Regions from separate parts of the Sus scrofa genome. Here region 1 is linked to region 2. A link is a contact called in public HiChIP or PLAC-seq data. All regions are on one chromosome and are shown on one strand. The core of a region is the stretch at or near the end of the contact, and the rest is flanking DNA. Distances in the headings are between cores, read along the strand shown. Region 1 holds the start of ATF2 (cyclic AMP-dependent transcription factor ATF-2). Region 2 holds the start of CHRNA1 (acetylcholine receptor subunit alpha).

The links. HiChIP or PLAC-seq counts read pairs in DNA pulled down with a chosen protein or histone mark.
Region 1: an H3K27ac HiChIP or PLAC-seq map of alveolar macrophages shows a contact between it and region 2. The contact joins the promoter of ATF2 here to the promoter of CHRNA1 in region 2. A contact is called at or near these places in 2 of 2 datasets of contacts at active chromatin or transcription factors (alveolar macrophages and skeletal muscle).

Annotation. Positions count from the first base shown.
Region 1 is chr15:81,074,349-81,081,036 of Sscrofa11.1, reverse strand. ATF2 (cyclic AMP-dependent transcription factor ATF-2) reads left to right here and starts at 4,464. Exons shown (of 14, transcript XM_021075925.1): 1 at 4,464-4,658.
Region 2 is chr15:80,687,229-80,693,795 of Sscrofa11.1, reverse strand. CHRNA1 (acetylcholine receptor subunit alpha) reads left to right here and starts at 1,540. Exons shown (of 9, transcript XM_021075437.1): 1 at 1,540-1,674. The coding sequence starts at 1,632.

The DNA.
Region 1 (6,688 bases), core at 3,215-5,714, 380 kb before region 2:
TACTGAGAGGTAACTATTATAGGTCATTTCATCAATGTGAAAGAAAACCTGGCTATCAGAGGGAGGAAAAGAAGACTTGCCATTAGATGGAAGCTACCCAAAAAGTCAACTGAGATGTCGAGGGCCATGCTCTCCTCATCTCACCTCTCAGATATCAGGTAGGTGGATAATTACATCCTGCTTCCCTCAGCCCTTTCACATCACATGTACATCACACACCCTTCCTAATCCCACTGGCAAAATCCTATCTAATCCCACTGTACTCAGAGACTCTTTCCCCAAATCCAAGGCAAACATAAGGGAGTATGCCATGTTTTGTTTAGCTACCAACAAGTAGAAACTATGTCTTATAAATTAAACCTTGCCTTTTCACTTTTTCTATACAGATACTTAGCAGGGTTTTACTAGTTCTTTTTTTTTTTTTTTTTTTTTTTTTTTTTTGTCTTTTTGTCTTTTAGAGCCACACCAGTGGCATATGGATGTTCCCAGGCTAGGGGTCAAATCTGAGCTGCAGCCACCGGCCTACACAACAGCCACAGCCATGTGGGATGCTTAGCCCACTGAGCAAGGCCAGGGATCGAACCCAAGTCCTCATGGATGCTGGTCGGGTTTGCCAACCACTGAGTCTTGACAGGAACTCCTAGTAGAATTCTTATAAGCAATAACAGACTCATTGATTAACAACCACACTTCTAAACAAGGTGTTTAGACAATGTAAATAAACAATGTAAATATTACATTCTGTGGAGTTTGGAAGGTTTTGAGGGTGTTTAGAAGCCACTGTTGTTTCTTGTAGTATTTAGTAATGGACACTTTTTTTTCTTTTTTTTTTTTTGACAGAAGTGAATTTTCTTCAAATAGCCTCTCCTTGTATCTAAAGAATACCAATTTTATTCAAAAGTCATGCTGGGTTCTTAAAAGCAGTTAACTAGACTCTAATATTCCTAGAAGTTGGGTAGATAACATATGTGGAACAGTAAGACAAAGAAGCAGTCAAGAAGAAGTTTTCTGGGAGTTCCCGTCATGGTGCAGTGGTTAATGAATCCGACTAGGAACCATGAGGTTGCAGGTTTGATCCCTGGCGTTGCTCAGTGGGTTAAGGATCTGGCATTGCTGTGAGCTGTGGTGTAGGTTGCAGATGCGGCTCAGATCCCAAGTTGCTGTGGCTCTGGTGTAGGCCAGTGGACCAGCACCAATTGGACCCCTAGCCTGGGAAGCTCCATATGCCACGGGAGTGGCCCTAGAAAGGCAAAGAGACAAAAAAAAAAAAAAAAAAAGTTTTCTGCATTTGTAAAGAGAAGATTCTAGAGAATTTTAGGGTTGCTGTAGATATTGAATGAAAAATTGAGAAAAATGGAAATGCAAAGCATGAAGATATACATAAATAGTGAGCTTACAAGTTCATGGGATCTGAACTGAAAATATTAACTGTGTTCATTTTTGTCTACACTGAATGTTTTCTCCATTTGTAGAAAAGCTATAGTGAAGAACTGTTGTAGAACTAGATAAATGTAGATTAAAGTTAGCCACTTTGCTATGCCAGGCTGCCCACATGCATATTTAAAAGGTTTGCATTTGCTTCACCTATTTTTTCCACCTGACCGCCTTTATACTTTCTCTCGATATTACTTTCTCTTTAGAAAATTAGCAAAACTGTTCTCAGAACAGATCAGAGTACTATTTGTATTATTAAATGATTCTTCTCTTGTCTAGAAAGACGCCTAAAAGATTTTCTTTAAAATAACATGTAAATAATTATCTAATGGCAACAAACTGGGGAAGTAAGGATGAGGGGAAATTTAAATTGAATCAAAACTGAAGAAAAACATAAGTGAATGGAAAATAATTTTTTTAATCTATCTAATTTGAATGCCATAACATTTATAATTCATTTGCTCACACTAGGCATTTTGGGGGATGGTGAATGTGTGTGTGAGTGAGTGTGTTCTAGATGTAATAATTTATGATCTGTCAATTGCACATTTTGTCCATCACCATGTTCATCATCAGTAACCTGAGCTGCTGTGGTTTTAATAATCAGTGCTACATTACACTAACACTACACAGTATTACTAACATTATATAGGGACAGTACTTTCATTTTAATTTGAGACAAACAGTGTTAATAATTTGGTCCCTTTCAGGTTTTTGTTTTTTGTTTTTTTGGTTTTTTTTGGCTTTTTAGGAACCTCACCTGTGGCATATGGAAGTTCCTAGGCAAGAAGTAGAATTGGGAGCTGTAGCTGCTGGCCTACATCTCAGCCACAGCAATGCATGATCCAAGAAGTGTCTGTGACCTACACCACAGCTCACGGCAATGCCGGATCCTTAACCCACTGAGCGAGGCCAGGGATCGAACCTGTGTCCTCATGGATACTAGTCAGGTTTGTTACCACCAAGCCATGACAGGAACTCCCTGAAATTAGTTTTAAAAGAAGGGGTAAATTGGCTCACACATGTATACAGGCCAGACCTGATAAAAAGTCCAGTGCCATTACAATTTCACTCTTATGCCAGATATCATTATTGAACTGCAGGTTCATTAACTCTCGAATACTATGCCCCACAATCTTCCAACAATTTCAGTTTCACTTGAGTTTGGAGATAATGTTTGAGGTTTTGGGGGTTTTTTTGTTTTTTTTTTTTTCTGCACTTGTGGCATGTGGAAGTTCCCACTCCAGGGATGAACCTGTGCCTACCCAAGGTGCTGCACTGACAAGGATCTCTTAGCCCTCTGTGCCACAAGGGAACTCCCTAAGATCGCATTTTATGTTCATACGTAAACTTCTCAGCCTTAACCCACTGTGCCACAAGGGAACTCTCTGAGATTATATTTTATGTTCATGTGTAAATTTAATTCATAATTTTGTTATAGACTAGAAATCATCACTTAATAGATGGAAAACAAAACATTGAAAAAAACACACTTTTAAAAAATAATGCAACTTTTTGTAGGAGCCCCATCATACTTTTCAACAGTGCCAGTGTGTATTTATTGAACAATCAATATTTGTGTTTTTAGGAGTGTATCTGTGTCAACTGCAGAGCAATAAACATTGTCCCTTTTGTCTTTTATGTTAATCAAAAGATTCCCCCCCCCCGCCCGGCTTTTTATCTTTTTAGGGCCTCACCCATGGCATATGGAGATTCGCAGGCTACTGGTTGAATTGAAGCTGCAGCTGATGACTTACGCCACATCCACAGCTGCACGGGATCCAAGCCACATCAGTGGCTGACACAGCTCATGGCAAGGAGGGATCCTTAACCCACTGAGCGAAGCCAGGGACTGAACCGTGTCCTCATGGATACTAGTTGGGCTCCTCACCGCTGAGCCATGGTGGGAGCTCTTCCCCCCTTCTTTTTAAACAGGTACTTTCAGAGCCTGACAGCTGTTTCCTTGGCATTGCATCAACCTACTAAGCGGTAGCATTAATATTTGTGGAAGAGTGCAATTTCTAAGCCATATTCTAATTTGGTGTCATTTGGTCCTCTCTAAAATATTAATACGGAGTTTTGAGGTTTTAAAGGTTTGAAATTATCGCTACTAAAATTGATCTATTTTTATCTATAGTAAGTAAACTGATAAAACAAGGTACACCATAACATGGAGGATTTTTTCTTATTAACAAGTCCTTCCATTGTTTTAAGTTATGGAGACATGGTAGAAGGCCACAATATTTCCTTTTAGTAAGTTACTTAGAATATATTTGTATGCCAATATCATACACCGGTGCTGGGCGCTTTGAGCCGGAGCAATCAGTTTCAGCTACAACTTAGTAAATTCGAACAAAAGCCGTTCATAGTAAAGGCTTTTTCGTTTATTTTCAGAACTGACATTTTGCTTTCGCGCCTTAGGCGTGTATGGGGGCTCGGGGGTAATTTCCAGCAAACTTCGCCTCTTCTAAACTTCAATTTAACCGAACCCCGCCCCTGCCTCCGCCCCCTCCCCACAGGCTTCACGGTAGCCCGAAGGTGGGTTTCGGTGCACGCCTCCCTACGCTTTACTCTTTTTCCTCCCGAGGGTCGGGAAATGACAGCAACGGAAATACCAGGCTCCCGGATATGACTTCTTCTGCTTTCTCTCCCGCTACTTGCAGCCTTTCCAGAGTTCACCTTTCCTCCCTGCACATCAACAACCTCCTCTAGCCACCTCAAGCAGCCACCTGCTGAGCGCCCCAGTCTCGCGCCCGCCTCCAGCCAGCTGCCAATCACCCTTCTGCAGCTCCTGGGTTACCGAGACAACACTCTTTCGACTGGTCCCGCCCCGTCCAGAATTGCTTCCCGCCCATCTGGCTCTTTATCCAATAGCCAGCGGTCGAGTAGTCTTTGGCTCCCGCCCCCTTCACCCCGGCCCTCCTGCAGTCCCGCCCCTTTTCCTACGCCTCACGGAACCACCTGACCCGGAGGCGCTTGGTCTGAAGGAAAGCAAGAAGGGGCGTGTGCGTGGAGGGGAGGGGCATGAGAAGAAAGGAGGGATGCCGGGAGTGGGGCGGAGAGAAGGGTTGTCAGTCCGATCTCGCGAGAGAGGACGGAAGCCTGTGGGAGCCCGTGGCCTTTAAAGTGTGGTTCAGCCCTTTCCTCCTGGGGTGGTTGGTAAACACCGCTGAGCTCGGGTATTCTCAGCCACTGAAAGAAGCATGAACTAGTGACTTGGAAAGGTGAGTGGTGATGGGGAGAGGGCTGCAGGACTGCAGACTGTAGGGATACGGAGAAAGAAGGCACTAATATGGCGACGTCGCTCACCATAGTCCCCACCCCCCGCTTCCCATCACCTCGGGCGCTCCTGACTCGGTGCCTAGCCCGCGGGGCGGCTGTGGCTGTGCTGCCACCTCAGCGGACCGCGCGGCGTCCGCTTCGCGAGCCGGACCGGCCAGGCTGGACCGTTAGGTAACTGGCATTTGTTGTTCCGGCCCCTCCCTGCTCGCGCGCTTTCCTAACGAAGAGGAAAAGAATAACGGCTCCTCTTAGACCCCTCCCCCTGATATAGCTTCCCCTTCTTTGGTCAGTTCAGAGGTCCCGGGGCACACGTCGGATTCGCCGAGGATGCAGGGAGACCCCCCGCTTCAGTCCTTAGATTGAACAGGAAGAGGGCTGGCTCTGGGCTCCCCACTCAGTGGTTTGGGGACTGTATGTGATGGTGGTGGCGGGGGGCAGGATCATGAGGCGCGGCTGAAAACAGGGTCAGGGTCTCTGGCTGTGGTGGAAGCTGGTGGAACAAATGGTGTAAGAACCTGGAGCTGGAAGTATCTGCCTTTTCTGTCCTTTCTGCCCCTTCATACTCTCGCCACCCCCTGCATTTTCCCAATGGGGCGGGGCTGAGGTGCGGGTGCAGATTGATTCTGGTATTTTCCCCCATTTTTTTTTTTTTTAACCTTACTGGGTAGACTGCAGAGCTTCTGTAGGGGAATAACCTGTGCTTTTTATTGATGCCCTAGGGACCGGGCCCGAGTGTGTGTGTGTGTGTGCGCGTGTGTGTGCGTTTTCTGTGTTCGCTGGTTGAACTGACGCTAGGAGGAGGGAGAAGGCGGAGGGGCTGGGAACTATTTTTGTTCCCTTAGGTAGCATAAAATTGTCTTTGCTTAATGAAAAGTTTTAAAACTGGTCAGGACAGGAGCAAAAGTACTGTGAATATGGTGGAGTAAAAGGGATTACTCCTGAGGAACCTTAGGCCTGTGACTAATCCCTTAATTATTATGTGAAAAGTTACAGATTCTTAGGAATTTTAAGTTTTGGAGACGGCAACAGTAAATAAATTTAATGTATATGTTTGAAATCAGGAAAAACCGGTTCCTTTGGGCACACTTTTTGTCCTATGTGAAGAAATCTATAACCATTGTCAGTAATCACCTTTCTAGGCACAATCTTAAAGCCTATATCCAAAACTATGAAGGTGAGAAGCTTGTTAAAAAGTCATCCCTACAGGGTTAAGTGCCCTGGAAGACAAATACAATAGCAATTATATTTTGTAATTGAATTTAAATTTATTACACTGACTTGAAGAATCCGCTGTAAGCACTGTTTTCAAAACTACAGGAACATCATTGTACAGTATGTTCAAAAATAGAGATGCCCTTCTTCAGATCACGAAGCAATTACGTTCATGGATCTTTAAGGTCATTAATAATTTAATTCTAATCTTTGTAAAATAATTTGTATGAATATTCCAAATGCAGTGTGTGCTGCTTTCCTAAGAAACATGTTTAATCTTGTTTTGAGAGAATGCTACTGCCATTAAGTTTTAGTTATTTAAAGTGTAATAGAGTGGTAGTTTAGAACACAGGTGTTTGGTTTTTAGTTGTCAGTAAGGAAGGGGCTTTCAGGGACTTTTGTGTGTTGTAAGATACATGCCTTCTGTAGATTTGATTGTATTTTCTGGAATTTGTTTTTTGAAATACCTTATTAGAATGTTTATTTAGTATTTGGGGCACTATATTTATTAAATGTGCAATCCAGAAATTCCTGCATTTACTTTTTTACTTAGAGTATATGTTTCATATTTTTAAACTGAGATTAACAGAAGTGATTGTCAGCTCTTTAAGAAATAATTTGAAGTGGTGCTTTTTATTGGTATTCAGGATTTAGAGACTATATGAATATCATTTTTTTTTTTTGTCTTTTTGCCTTTGCTAGGACCGCTCCCCCGGCACATGGAGGTTCCCAGGCTCGGGGTCTAATCGGAGCTGAAGCC
Region 2 (6,567 bases), core at 291-2,790:
CCAAAGGAAAGCCCCCTACCACATGTGGTTTCCAAGGTCACCCTAAGAGTCATGTCCACGCAGCCCAGTCAGTCAGAGATGAGGCTGCAATGGGAGAATGGGCTCATAAAATTTCCCTTACATTTCATTTTCTAGAACTTGATCCATGGCTCCATCTAGATATAAGGGGCAAGGTGGCAGGAGGTATTCCTGCCTTTGCACTCACAGTGCTATGCCAAGAAGGGAGAAAACCTTTTTTTCCCCCATAGACAGTTAGGGATCTCCCAGAATTTAAAGCAAAAAGTGTATAAATCATGCAGACTCCATCTCTCTCCACCACACTCCAAGCCCTCTCCCTAATTGTTTCTTGGACTCACAGGAATAAGGGAATTGGCCAGGACGCCGTTCTCGGGCTTGCAGTGAGGGACCTTCCTCCTTTGATTCAGGCTGAGAAGGAAGTGAGGAAGGAACAGGCTGGGTGTCTTTAAATAACTGCTCTTTTCCCTGTTTTGGTGAAAAATACTTCTCAGGCTGAGCAATTACTAACTGCTGGCATTGGGGACTTTTTTAGACAAAGCAACTGAAAAGCTGAACCCCCCGTTCCCTGCTTCCCTGAGTGAGAGTAGGCAGAGGAGCAATGGAAGGAAGTAGGAGCCTGGAACAGCGCTTATGCGCTGGGACACTTTTCCCATTAATTACTTTTCACTTGAATAACAGGACGTGGGAGGTGGGCTGTTTGCTGCAGCTAATGGGGCACCATGGGATAGGTATTGCCAATACAGAGATGAGGGTTGGAACAGCCACTCCAGGGGCCACCATAAAACCAGTTTTATGGAAGAAGCTGCCGTGGTTTAAAACCAAACCCGATCAGACATGGAATTCTCTCCAGCAGCCCTTTCAGCACCAACTACACTCTTCTCAAAGCCATTCATTCTGTTACAAAAACCCCAGGCATTTCTCAGCCAAGGGGGAAGCAAAGTGAGTAAATTTTCCTTTTTGTAGAATGTGGACTTTTGTGCTTTAGGATGACCAGTGTCTCACACACACAGCTGATGATCCACTCAGACTGAGTGACCCTGACTAATCCACACAGATGAGGTTCTGCTTTACACAAAAGGGAGGGGGTTGCTCACCATTCAAAATAATTCATTCTTGGAGTTCCTGTTGTGGCACAGTGGTTAACAAATCCAACTAGGAATCATGAGGTTGTGGGTTCGATCCCTGGCCTTGATCGGTGGGTTAAGGATCCAGCATTGCTGTGGCTGTGGCATAGGCTGGCAATTACAGGTCCTCATTCATTCTCTAGCCTGGAAACTCCCATGTGCCGCCAGTGTGGCCCTAAAAGACAAAAAAAAAAAAAAAATTTGGTTTTACTTTAAATCAAGACTGGATTCATGGTGCTTTTAAAACACAGTGCAGTTCACACTCAACTTGTCAAAGGTACAGCAGTTATGTGAAGGGAACACCCTGTGGTAATGTAAGGACCTCAGCCCCTGGCTCCAGGGCTCCGGGCAGTCCAGCTGTCACAGCTACAAACAGGTGGTGTAAAACAATAGCTCGGCTGAGCCAACTCACTTTCCAAACCCTCCAGCAGCCAAGTGTCCGGCCAGAGTGTCAGCGAGCAGCACAGGCCACCACTTCGCCACCAGCTCATGGAGCCCCCGGCACTCCTCCTGCTCCTCAGCCTCTGCTCAGGTAAGGGCCAGGGCTGGGGGCGCTCCTTTGAGGCTAAAGCACTAGAAGCCCCCAAACCAGAGTCTTGCATCTTTGATGGGAACACAAAATTGCAGGGCTTCCCCAGCCTGAGGTGGCTCTGTCAGTTTCTCACCGATGTTGGTTTGACTGGGTTTGTGGATAAAGGTTTTTAGTTGGGGTTATTTGGTCAAATTTGGAGCTGCCTGGTCAAGAGCTACAATGTAGACATGCAAGTCTCTCCCTTCATCAGACCGGCATCCAAGTCACTCATATCATTAGATTCAGCAGGAGCTGTGGTCGTGTTTGACCAATTATAAAGACTTAGAAAGGCAACTTACAATCACAAGCAAAATGGTTCAGAAATCCTTTTATGGCTCTAGGAGAATTTTGAAAATGAAGTCAATTGATTGACAGCTCCACATGCCGGAGGGAGAAACCTATTCATGACTGTAACTAAACGCTCTCCATGAGAGCTGAAATATTTTCTTTTCTGAAGTTAAAAAGTCCATAGGAATGCATTCCTGCCTACTTTTTTTTTTTTTTTTTAAAAAAAGGACATGACTGTGTGTAGGTTTGGCTTTGGATTGAAACCATAAAAACTTACACAGCCCTTGACCTGCATTCAACTCTGAAATGTGTCACAACACAGCAGCTGAAACCCTAGCCTGAATCCCAAACTTCCGGTAAGGGGAAATAGATAGATTGCTTCATGTAAAAGTTTACTGGTGATATCAGCACAACTGAGAAACAAGGCGGCTGATGTTCTGTGGATTTCTCTTCTCTAATATTGCTCTGACAAACACAGGTCTTCCGGGCGAAAGCAGTGATGAGCTTTATTATTAATGTTTTTTCAATAACAGAGTTGAGGGGAATAGCCTAAACTCTGATAAATTATATCCTGTGGGATTTGGACTGGATCCAACTGACACTGGCCTGGTGGTGATGAGGGTGTGTGTAGGGTATGTGAGTGTATGTGTGAGTGTGTGTGTGTTGTGTTCATAAACAGTACACTCAATAGATATTCTTGAGTGATATATTTACATGTAAAAATCCTTAAGAGATCTCTTAGGACACCAAAGACCTCCAAAAATGCATGTTTAGATATTTTTACAGTATGTGATATGTATTTAGATAAAGCCTAGGGTTCTCTGGTGTCTTTTCATATAGATGGTTCACAGAAGTTTTGAGCGAGTGAAGCAATCCAATATCTTTAGTTATTTACTATAAGGAAATAGAACCTAAAGACATGAACTGCCCTGCCTGAAGTCACTTAATTTATAGACTTTGGAATGTGATCAGACTCCATTTGTGATATGCACAGTCAGAAAACACAGCCCGAAATTGCAAAGGTAGCAAGATTGAGATAAGAATTACCCAAGGTGACTGTTAACAGGACAGAAGTCCTTTTGCCCAATCAGGAGGCTGTTCCCTGCATAAAAATTCAGACTGAACCATTATGGTACAAAAGAACACTTTGAAATTGTGGCTGGGTTCCCCTACTTGGAATCAGTCCTTTGTGGGCAAAATTCTCATTCGCATCAGGGAATGTTAGCTTAACACATAAAGATCCCTGTCCTATTGCCATAGCACTTTCATTGCAACCTGCCTCTCTCTTCCAGCTCAGAAATCCCAAGCACTTCATTGCCACCTTTCTTGTGGCATGTTACTTTCCAACTCGTTCACAGCTATGTACATAAATGACAAGTGTCAATGTCCATGAGGGTAGAAGGACAGGATTTGTGTCAGATTCACATTTGAAAACCTTAAAGAAACTTTGTTCTTAAAACAAACTTTGCACACAGCCAATGTTCAGCAACTATGTGAGTGAGTTATCACCATCTGAATAAGGATAACCAACATGATTTTGCTGAAAAGGGAGACTTTGACATTGTTTATGTTTTTGTCTATATGGTTGTTAATTTATATCCTGCCTTTTAAAAAAGTATTTTCTGTGATTTATTGAATCCATGAAGAACTGGTCCAACTCTGCAGACCATATTAGAGTTGGGAACAAAATCCTAGAATTCTGACTTCAAGTCCTATAAGTTTTTGACCACTCTACCTGGCTTTGGGGAGGAAAAAAGGAAAGGATACCTATACACATGATGGAATACTATTCAGCCGTTAAAAAGAAAAAATAATGCCATTTGCAGCAACATGGATGGAACTAGAGACTCTCATACTAAGTGAAGTAAGTCAGAAGAAGAAAGACAAATACCATATGATATCATTTATATCTGGAATCTAATACGTGGCACAAATGAACCTTTCTACAAAAAAAGAAACTGACTCATGCACTTGGAGAACAGACTTGTGGTTGCCAAGGGGGAGGGAGTGGGATGGACTGGGAGTTTGGGGTTAGCAGAGGCAAACTATTGCATTTGGAATGGATAAGCAATGAGATCCTGCTGTATAACACAGGGAACTATATCTAGTTACTTATGATGGAACATGATGGGGAAAATGTGAGAAAAATAATATATATATATGTGTGTGTGTGTGTGTGAATATATATATATATATATATATGAATGACTGGGTCACTTTTCTGTATAGCAGAAATTGACAGAACAATGTAAATCAATCGTAACAGAAAAAAATAAAAACCTTAAAAAAAAAAAAAGAAAAGCATACCAAGGAACATGATCTAAGGAGTGGAGACCTCTGAAATTCCTCACAGAAGGCATGAGGCCCCCTGTCCTTGGCAGGGTGGAGAGGAGGAAGTGCATGTCCCTGGAATGCTGACCATGCCTGGGTCCCCAGTCCTCTTTTCTCCCCCTTGGACTGTAGGGTTGACCTCCATTGTTTTCCTGCTACTTGATGCTGACCATCTGCTCTGTCCATTGCATTCTTGTATGTTCTTTCTGTCAAACATAAACCACCACTTAAAAAATAAGCAACCCAGGGCAATGCAGCCAAAGCAATAACCTCCAACCTGGTGGCCAAGCCACTCAGTGATCCATCCCAGTCTCCCCTGCTCCACTGCAGGCTGGGTGGGGCCCGGGATCGACAAGGCAGGGGGGTCAGAGGATGGCTGCATCCCAGGAGCTCAGTGCGGTGACCACAAAAAGTGGGGCTCTTTGGACAACATGATCCCCCAAGCATCCTCAGATGCAGGTGGTTTGGGAGAAATGCCCCATGAACGCTCTGTATGGATACTTTAGGGTTCAGAAAATTTGGGAAACTAGAAATGAAGAGGGAAGCTAGGTAAGGGTTCCATACATCGAGTCCAGGAAGGTCATAATGAAGACATTTGAGCTTCAAAAATCTGAATGGACACGATACCTTTGGCTTTAGGGAGGTGGTAAAAACGCAGCCGTGGGATTAGACTGCCCCCGTTTATAATCCCCACCTCTGACTAGCTGGGAGCTGGGAATACACTGCTCAGCTCTCTGGACCTCAGTTTTCCATTTGTAAAGTAGGAGGAAAGACATACCTCACAGGATTTTTATAAGGATTCAATAAGGCAAAGCAAATAAGTGCCTTTAATAAAGCTCTGCAGACTAATGAAAACACATATTTTGGTAAGATGAAAATGTTTCTGCTTATTGCATAGCATTGGTAATTTCAAGCTGATCTGAGGTTCTGGATGAGCAAAAGTGGTTCAGAGCATGGGTTTAAATCCTGGCTCTACCATTTATGAAATCTGGACCTCAATGTCCTCAACTGTAGAGTGAGGACAAAGATAGTACACAGCACGCCCAGTATAAGGATGGAAAGGGTTAGTGTATATAAAGCATGTAGAAGAGTGTCTGGCACAAAACAAGTCAGATGTGGTATTATTATTATTAATTATTATTTGGGGATTTTTATGGCCACATCTACAAAACATGGAAGCTCCTGGACCAGGGATTGAATCCAAGCTACAACTATAACCTATGCCTTTGCTGCAGCAACACCAGATTGTCTAACCCACTGCTCCAGGTCAGGGATTGAACCTGCACCTCCCCAGTGACCCAAACCACTATGGTCAGATTCTTAACCCACTGGGCTACAGTGGGAACTCCTATTTATTATTTTTAATGATGAATAAAAATAGAAAATGGTATTACATTTTGCTTAATATTTTGTTGACAAATCCTTCCAAACTTAGGATCCAAGGAGAAAAATAATAAAGGAAAAGTAATAACCTGCCTTAGAGGTGATCCATTAACACTACTGGGAAAAAAAAGGGAAAGCATTTCACTTGCTTCCTTTTTAAAGTTGTATTGGCCCAGAGAAAAGGTGTGGTGGTTTCAGCAATAACCTGCGGAAAGGGGAGCTCTGGTTACAGGAATCCGGGCAAATGGATTGTGTGTCTGCTTCCTCTCCCAGCCCTGGGCAGGCAATCCCCAACCCACGGCAGGCTTGAATTACAGAGATCCTTCATAAGGCGTCTGCTGGAATTTGGAACACATTTTCTAACAGGAATAATAGCGCAAGTAGTTGTACAATTTCCAGGACAGCCCACAGCACAATCACAATATTAGCAGTGGATGCGGGGGCACGGCGCAGAATGACAGGCTCTAACCTGGGCTCTGCCCTTGCCACTTGACCTCAGACAAGCCTGCCCATCTCTCAGATTCTCAGGTGAGAAGGCCTGCCTGCCTGCCTGAGTGCAGGCTGATGAGGGCCACACAACACTGGACATAAAGAGGCTGCTGCCTCGGAGAGGACTGGTTGATACCGCCCTCCATCCTGAAGGAAAGTGTAATAAAGATTCCTTGGAATCATTCATGCTCCGAAGAGGACCCTCAAACCCAGGTCAGCAGACCACATGCTTTTCACTCTTATTTTAACAACTTAATTGGGACATGGACCCATCAACAGGGATTTTTTTTTAATTATGGTAAAAATATATAAGTGCATAAGATTGGGGAGTTCCCGTCATGGCGCAGTGGTTAACGAATCCGA